Linked DNA regions of Hordeum vulgare: region 2 is linked to region 1. The links are chromatin contacts, called in public Hi-C maps. All regions are on one chromosome and are shown on one strand. The core of a region is the stretch at or near the end of the contact, and the rest is flanking DNA. Distances in the headings are between cores, read along the strand shown. Region 1 has its middle 11 kb from the start of LOC123442969. Region 2 has its middle 110 kb from the start of LOC123442970.

Region 1 (4,408 bases), core at 858-3,357:
CGTTGGGATTGATAGCGTTGCTAGGATTAGAAGTTAACTGCACGAATTGTGGACGGACTGTGGGCCTCTTCGGGTATTCACGTACTGTAAGTTGCAGAGCTGGAAAAAACAGAGCTTCATAACCCCCACTACGAACCTGCTGCCTCCCCTGTTTCTTTACCTGGACACCTCCCCTCATAGAGCCAATGGTGATTGGCGGTGATTGATCGCAGAGGCAGCAAGACAATCATGGCGGCCAGAAAAATCTTCGGTAATCCCGTTCCTTCTTGTATTCGTCTTCTTGTCCTTACTTTTATCACCAAAGATTGTCTTTGGTTAGGGTTTCTAGGCGTGGAAAAAACTGGTTATTAGGGCGTTATTAGGGTGTTTACTTTATGCAGAAAAATAGATTATTTTGTACACCTAGTTCGTAATAGTTGTATCAGTCGTTGGTTTGATCAAAAAATCTGTGGCAATGCAGTTTTGTGTTGTCATCATGGATCCTTGGGACAAACTGAATGTGTGGTTTCATTTCGGTGGACAGTTTGTTTGCATTGGGCCTATTTTAGACTATGTCGGTGGTGATGAGGCAATTTCAGAGATTGAAAGGGATAAATTGTCTTTGCCAGAGATAAAAAGCTTTCTTGGTGATCACATACCAATGAAATAAAGCATGAAGATTCACTTCCTGATGCCTGTAAAGAACTAGTGGATGGCTTATTATTTTTGTGTAATGATGCTGGTTGTATGAAGATGTCTGAATACATAACTGGTGGAGGAGTGGCTGAGGTCTATGTGGAGTATTTTGGGAAGCAAGATGATGAAAGTGCAAGTGACAGTGGTAGTGATTTTGAGAATGAGATGGGTAATGAGTCAGAAGGAGAGAATGATGTAGAACCAGATGCAATCATAACTGCAGAGGATGATGTTCACATAATTAGTGTGGATCCATCATCATTGACTGTAACAGAAAATGTGGCTGTACCAACCGAGAGTGGTCTTATTACCCAGGTGATTAGCAGCCCTACAGAGCACAATTTCTATAGGAAACAGAGGATTGGAAGTTCACAAGTTCGGGTACGGAGTTCTCAGTTTCAGACACAAAGTTCCCAGGTTCATATATAGCTCTCAGGTCGTTAATCCAGGAACACATAGTGGTAATGCAGAAGTTCAACAAACACATGAACATGAGGGTGATGACAATGGCTCTGTAATTTCAGACAGTGAGGAGGATGATAGTGATTATGTGGCAGGAAGTGATGACAGTGGACTAGAAGAGGAATATGTGGAACTAAGGGAACAAGCTAAGGATTTTAAGAAGAGAATTAGAGACTCAAAGAGATGGGCTCAGACAAATCCATCTGGTGTTGTTCCAATAGATCTAGTGGCAAATGTGGAAGAAGTGGTAGGAGTGGTAGGAGAAAACCACTTTGACTCAGATGATGAAGATTACTCATATGATGAGGACAGTGATCACGAAGGACTATTTGTTAGGAGAAAGACTAAGTTTCCAAGGTATAACCCTAAGGTAGATATTCCATTATTCTGCTTAGGAATGGTGAAGACCTTCACCTGACTACGACGCGCGCGCGGGAGGGGTGGGGGAGGAAGACATCGCCGGCCGACGGACCAGTCCTAATATGATTCCCCTACTCAAGCTCTGTTTTTTCCACCGCTGCAACTTACAGTACGAGAATACCCAAAGAGACCCACAATCCGTCCACAATCCGTGCAGTTAACTTCTAATCCTAGCAACGTCAGCAATCCCAACTCCCCAAACCAGCTGTTAGCACTAATGGACTGGGATAAACCGGGATTAAGAAAGACAAGGTAACGATTTCAGGGATTCTCAATTCAGGGTTTGATTTAGACTTGGGGTACGAATTCAAGGTTTTTTTCAAACTTTTTCCATAATTACACCCTACCTGTAGGATGCGAGGTTCGACGCGTCACGCAAAATTTTGGATTCTCCACGGAATCCCAGGGCCCGGGCTTGCTCACGCACGGACGCATGCACGTCTGCCCGCTCGGTAACCCACGCCTGGACGGTTAACTCCGTTGTACTGCTACTGGTAAGCACGCCGGATCCTCTGTGCCCTACTCCGCTCCTTGTGATCCTCCCACTGGCGATTCAGGCACTATCCGAGCCACAGCGGAAGAGACCCACCCACTTCTATCACGTACTCCAGTTTGGTTCGACTCGTGTGGATTTAATTAGCAGCCTCGCGTCTCGGCTTGTCTACACTGCATGTGTGTTCTGTGCTTCATTAGGTTTTTTAGAAAAGGAGGCAAAGTTCCGGCCTCTGCATAGAGAGATGCATGCAGTCATATATTAAAATTAAAGCCAAGTATTAACAAAATACATCAAGGTCTAGCAAATAGTGAATAAAAAGATATAAGACGTCTGTCACGTCATAACCGGAGAGACCTAGATGACTAAATACCTATCCTATTAATATGTCGTCATCCAAACCGATTGAAGATACCCTGTGCTACCATCTTTCATGGACACACCCAGTAACCATAAGCTCCATGGCTTCCACAGGAGTGAGTAATGACCACGTGCGGATCAGTGCGATAGCCCTGAAGATAACCTGCAAGAAGTGAATATCGCGTTGTCTGTTAAGCACTAAGTCATTTCTGCAATTCAATACAACCCAAAATAGTGCACATGACCCCACACGAATAAGTTTAGCAGTTTGAACATCAACCCCCTGTAACCACATCCTAAATAACATGTTTATACTATTAGGGGGACTGATGTTGAAAGCAATATGAAGCGAGCGCCGTAACAATTTAGCCATAGGACAATCTAGAAATAGGTGCTTAATAGTTTCTTTATTCTGACAGAAGCTGCATCTAGGATTGCCTTTCCAATTTCCCTTGGCTAGATTATCCTTCATTAGAATAACCCCTTTGTGAACAAACCACATGAAGATCTTAATTCTTAGCGGAACTTTGATCTTCCATATATGCGCTGATTTTGGAATAGGCGTTGAATCTATGATATGCATGTACATAGATTTGACCGTAAAGACCCCATTTGTGGTCAACTTCCAATGCACACGATCGGGTCGATCAAAGAGGTTAATGTCCATCAACCTTCTGACTAGGTGCAGCCAGCTAATCCATCTGTCACCAATTAAGGATCTACGAAATTGAATATTTAGAGGTGTCTCGCAAAGTATTGACGCAACGGACGCCTGTCGATGTTGTGCAATATGGTACAACTACGGATACTGAATAGCTAAAGGTATCTCCCCTAGCCAAGTATCTTCCGAGAATCTAGTTGATTTACCATCGCCTATGATAAACCTAGTCCTGTTGAAGAATCATTTTTAGACCGCATCAAACCCTTTCAGAAAGGAGAGTCAATTGGTCGTGTTGTAACCTGAGATAAGGTCTTGTTTTGTAAGTACTTGTTCGTCAGAATCTGTACCCACATACCTTTTGTTTCCATAGATAGTCTAAACAGCCATTTACTGAGTAGACATCTATTTTTGGTCTCTAAATTTTTGATCCCTAAACCCCCTCGTTCTTTTGGTCTACAAATGATGTCCTATCTAGTGAGCCTATACTTGGTCCTGACCTCATCGCTCTGCTAGAAAAAACGAGATCGATAGAAATCCAACCTTTTTCGCACCCGACAGGTACTTCGGAAAAGGATAAAAGAAACATAGGCATGCTTGATAATACTGAATTAACAAGTACCAACCGTCCTTCATAGGATAAAAGCTTGCCTTTCCAGTAGCTTAATTTTTTTTTCAAATCGATCCTTGATGCATTTCCATTCCTTATTTGATAATTTTCGGTGATGAATAGGAATCCCTAAACACGTGAAAGGTAAATTCCCACTTGCACAACCGAACAATTGATTATAAGTATGTTGTTCATTTTTGGCCTTACCAAAACAAAACAATTCACTTTTATTAAAATTAATCTCCAGCCCAGATAGGTGCTCAAATAAGCATAGGATGAGTTTCATATTTCTAGCTTTGTTCAGATCATGCTCCATAAAAAGAATCATGTCATCTGCATACTGTAGAATAGAGACACCCCCGTCAACAAGATGCGGGATTAGTCCTCCTACCAGGTCCTTCTCATTGGCTCGCTTAATCATATGTGCCAACATATCAGCAACAATGTTGAATACAATAGGAGACATCGGATCCCCTTGTGTGAGACCCTTCAGTGTGTCCGGAAGAAATGACCCACATCATCATTTACTTTAATACCGACACTTCCTTTTTTTTATAAAACAGTCGACATGCTTTCGCCAAAGCTCGTCAAACCCCTTCATACGCAGGGTTTACTGCAGAAATGACCATTTAACTTTATCGTATGCTTTTTCAAAATCCACTTTGAAGATAACACCGTCAAGTTTCTTCGAGTGTATTTCATGTAAAGTTTCATGCAAGACAACGACACC
Region 2 (4,408 bases), core at 1,265-3,764, 270 kb before region 1:
CAGAACGGTGCACTTCTAGATGCTGATGCTGAACAGGGTGGCGCCGCCGCCGGCCAGCAAAGTCAATGCGCTCCGGCCTGTCGGGCATCATGGCGAACCGCGTGATGGGAGCGAGGAGGCGCCGCATCTTGGTCTCCTCAGAGGAGGCGAAGGTGAAGAGATGGATGACGTTGATCCTCAAGAGGAGGTATCCGCGGTCGCCGTCGTCCACGACGACGGGAAGGATGCGCCTTCGCTGCACCATCGATCCGATGGGATTCGATCCCTTCCTCGATGACACCGCTACACAGAACCAGCCCGATCTGGAGGCAGCCTTGACTGGGGCGGCCCAATCTCCTGATGTGGAAGGACCTGGGCAGGGCATGTGAAGGGGGAGGGAGAGCAGCGCGAGACGACCAGAGGAATATGGCGGCATCGCGGGGGGAGGCAGCGTCCGGCCGAGAGGAGGTTGGTGGCGGCGCGAAATTGGATCTGCACGAGTTGCGCGTGCCAAAAAATAACTTAAAGCTCTAATACCATGTTAGGAAAGCAACTTATCTTTATTGAAGGCCCAAGGGGCATATATATATTACACAAGACTTGAGGTGCAAGGAAAGTAAACATAGACTAATAAGGACTCCTAGACTAATACTAATAGACTAATAAGGTATCCTAGACTAATACTAATACTTCCTAACAAAAACAATAACAATGGTGTTAGAAATTATGGTTTGTGCTCTACCCCCTATTCCGTTGCCCTTTTTATATGGTGTGTGTTAATATGATAGTTGATCCCTTGACTAAGCCTCTTAGCCACGAGTCATTTGGTAAGCATGTTAAGACCATGGGTTTATGTATTTTAATGATTGCTTTGGAAGAGCGAGAAATTATATGTCGTGCAACTATCAAATCATTTGGAATTGTTAATACTCGAAGTACATCATTATTGAATCATGTATTTATACATGGAAATGGTTTACAATATTAGCATAGAATTTATTATTTGTCGGAGCGTACATAAGTATTGTTGTCTCCGTTCAGAGAAAACCAACGAGGTTTCAAAACCATGCTCGTTATCTCCAACGGATTGAGTATATGCTTAAGAAAGATGGTCGGTTATCGATGGAATATAATACTATGTACATTAAAAAGACTACTTGGATACATTAATAATTAGAATGGGTTAGATCATATAATTAGATTACATCCCTAGTGTTGATCAACATAATTAGAAAGTGTTGCTCACAAACGCGTGCTTTAAGGACTCAACAGATAGAATCGACAGATATACTGGAGCACGCGGATACATCAGAACCAAGAAGAATGGATGGGAACAATAGCAACAGAAAAAAAATGAGTTCGGTTACATGCACTAAATTATAATAGTAGGTTAGAAACAACTATATAGGCCAGATTAGGCCTGCATACGGCTCATTAGACCTAATTGTTAATGAGGTTCGACGATATGACTGCATCTTCAGGGCCCAACGATCTAATCCCGGAGCTTCGGCTGTCCCAGGATCCTTTTCTCTTTTTTTCTAATGATAACAAAAGAACTGTTATATTCGTTGTGAAGAAGAAGATGGTACAAGGACCCATACCCCTTGGTTTATTAAAAAAAATCAGGTGAAAACCTGCACAACGTATAGCTAGACTAGACCTAAAAACACACAAAACTTTCTCTTCAGTTTTCCTCCCATCGATTATTTTGTGCAAGCAATCATGTAGTGGAGCCATGCATAATGTAGCATCGTATGATAGGGGCGTGGGTGAATAATTGGAATAACTAGAGTGATCCTGATCCCACGAAATAAAGGCAAACACACGGCCGCTAAAGGCTAGCTACTATAATTGATCATGCAAATGCATTTTGACCAGGCGAGCCCCACATATATGCAGACATGGCCACGAAAATCGCCGATCATGAAGAAAAGAATACGTACTACTCCCTCCGTTTTTAAATATGAGTTTTGCTTTTTTAGAGATTTCATTAGGGAACTACATACGAAGTAAAATGAATGAATTTATAATCTAAAGTATATCTATATAGATGCGTATGTAATTCCTTAGCGAAACTTTTAAAAAACTTATATTTAAAAACGAAGGGAGCACTAAACATGTTATATTTTGTTTGCGTATTCTTGAAGAAAAAAATGTTATAGTTTACTGGTTGGTAGCAGGAACTAAAGCTTGCTGTGAGTTAATTCTGTTTCTTTTATCCTACTGGTAAATGCAATCTATCTAGCTTTTTTGTCAAGTTGTTAATCCGGTAAAAAAAATGTCTACCACAGAAGAAATGCTTAATTCAGAATTAAATAGTTTGGGATCTACTAGCAGTACTGAAACTTAAAAGCTATGGAACAATGAAAAACTATACATTGAAGGATGGAGGGAGGAAGCAGCTACATTGTCTTCACCCAACAATATTTGTTATTTAGGTCCCGGGCCTAGCAATTATTCGGATCCTAACCCTGGGCCACGCTATGAGTGCGGGCATGGGCCACACGGCTTTAGCGCCCCCGGTACAAACAAACAAATCAAACAGGGCTTTGGCTACATTGTCTTCACCCTTTCGACAGTCCTGCAAATCATGGACCATCTCCCATGCTCGCTCCGTCTCGAACAAAGGCCGGAGTAGGTTCACTGCTGCCACTTTATGCTGATCGGATCAAAACCTAGCTGGTTTATCAACTCTTTCATCAGCATGGAAACGCTACTTTGTTGATCAAGGTGGGAGTTGCATAGCAAGTTCATTTGTTTTTATTTATAAGAAAACAAATCAGGAAACACATATGGGTAACCACCATTCCTGAATGATTCTGTTCTTCCAAAGAAAATGCTATTATTTTATGTAAGAGAAGGGAATATCTGAAACTAGCACTGCAGAGAGAGAATATGCCCGTGGCAAGATCTTCCAAAGGGAGAGCAGAAAAGTGCCGCACCTACTGAAGCATAGAATACATATTCAGTCTAGAGAACCAAGACGCGAGGTGATATATATATTTGGCCAACTACTCCTACGTAGTTAAATCCACACGACTTCCTAATGCAATCGAATCAAATTATTGTAAATTACTACTACCACCACCGGTGCTAACTAAATATTTTTGTTCATTCAACTTCAGACAGGAGCGAGCTAGCGGTGGTTGGGAGCCGCAAAAGAAACAGAAGAAGCTGTTTATTTTCAAGGACGAGAGATGAATGCATAACAACAAGAAGGATCGGAAGGGCTAGCTCTAGCTGACGTAGATCCCGTCGCCACCCGCAGACACATCGCCATTGTTCGATTGGAACCTTGCACAGTAGGCAGGTCATGTAGTAGTTGTACCACAAGCAGCATCTGCACGAGGAACGATCGATCGGCCGAGTGACGCGAGGAAGAGGGCGACATCGGTGGCCTTGTCTGTTTCCCGGGATGAAAAAATATAAAAAATGGTGATGTATTTCCCACTGAAAAACATGCCACTGCCCACTGGTATGGCTGCAGATGTCTGAATTTATGGGTGCTGGAATCGATCAGCGGGTGAGTTGAGTGTTATTTCTGCGCCCCTGCGCGCATGAGCATGGCCACCACCATGAAAGCGGATGTAAATGGCCGCAATAAACCTTTGCAGGGCGTGGTGGTGAGGCAGAGGAGCATGGTCCACGATCGGTCTGCCCCGGAGCCGGAGGAATTTCTAGTTTCTCGTGAAGTGCAGCGGCGCCCTGCTCCTCTCAATATATTTTTTCTTACTTACCAACGGCGTCAAAGTGAAACCGTAGTCGTTGTAGGAAGCAGGTTTCACACGCAGCGAGCAAGATGGTCTCGTTTCGGTTCAGTGACGCTGCTTGCGCGCATACGTACGTCGCGTCACCGAGTGGAGTAGTACTATATTATGTACTACTACTACTTAGATCGATAGATGAACGGATTGATTGATCTACAGGCCACGTGAAAGATCTTTGAGTTTAGCCCTGTCCGGCTACCAAAAGCGGGGGTGGTTTCCTCTTCCATGTGTGTGGGCTTCGCTCTGAACGACCTGACGGGAAAAAAGAATCTAACATGATCCAGCACACGTATCTGTTACCGCTGTCACCGCAGCAGCGCCCAAAAAAGCGTAATGATAGTGCAGACAAACCAAAACAAAACAAAAACAAATAGGCCATGCGGCTGTTCCATCCATTTCCTGCTCGTCTTTTGACGGGAGTTCTTCATTTTTAAGCATGTCGGTAGAGCATAGAGTACAAAATTAGTAGCGCCACCCGTACTAGCGGCAGCAGTACGTACTGCTACGTACATTGCGAGCCACGTGCCGGCCCGGGAGAGCACGTGCGCCGCGCCCCGCCTTCGCGGCCATCGGCCTCGGGCCGTACGATCGCAGGCGGATCTTCCTGCTGCGCCCGTCAGATGCGCCTCGAGATGCGCGCGCGTGCCCCGTCCGCATGGCGA

What was found. Hi-C and Micro-C count contacts between places; a contact is called where the count stands out from the background.
Region 2: a contact with region 1 is called in a Hi-C map of seedling, with 3 times the contacts expected there. The contact joins two enhancer-like sites. A contact is called at or near these places in 2 of 6 Hi-C or Micro-C datasets (leaf and seedling).

The regions. Positions count from the first base shown.
Region 1 is chr3H:61,246,305-61,250,712 of MorexV3_pseudomolecules_assembly, reverse strand. No RefSeq gene overlaps it. Among protein-coding and RNA genes, the nearest start is that of LOC123442969, 11 kb to the right of the region's middle. Within about 2 kb of position 2,107, at least 1 of the 3 cell types and tissues checked has open chromatin away from gene starts, as enhancers often do. A contact at or near this core is called in seedling, where this site is marked.
Region 2 is chr3H:61,516,662-61,521,069 of MorexV3_pseudomolecules_assembly, reverse strand. No RefSeq gene overlaps it. Among protein-coding and RNA genes, the nearest start is that of LOC123442970, 110 kb to the right of the region's middle. Within about 2 kb of position 2,514, at least 3 of the 3 cell types and tissues checked have open chromatin away from gene starts, as enhancers often do. A contact at or near this core is called in seedling, where this site is marked.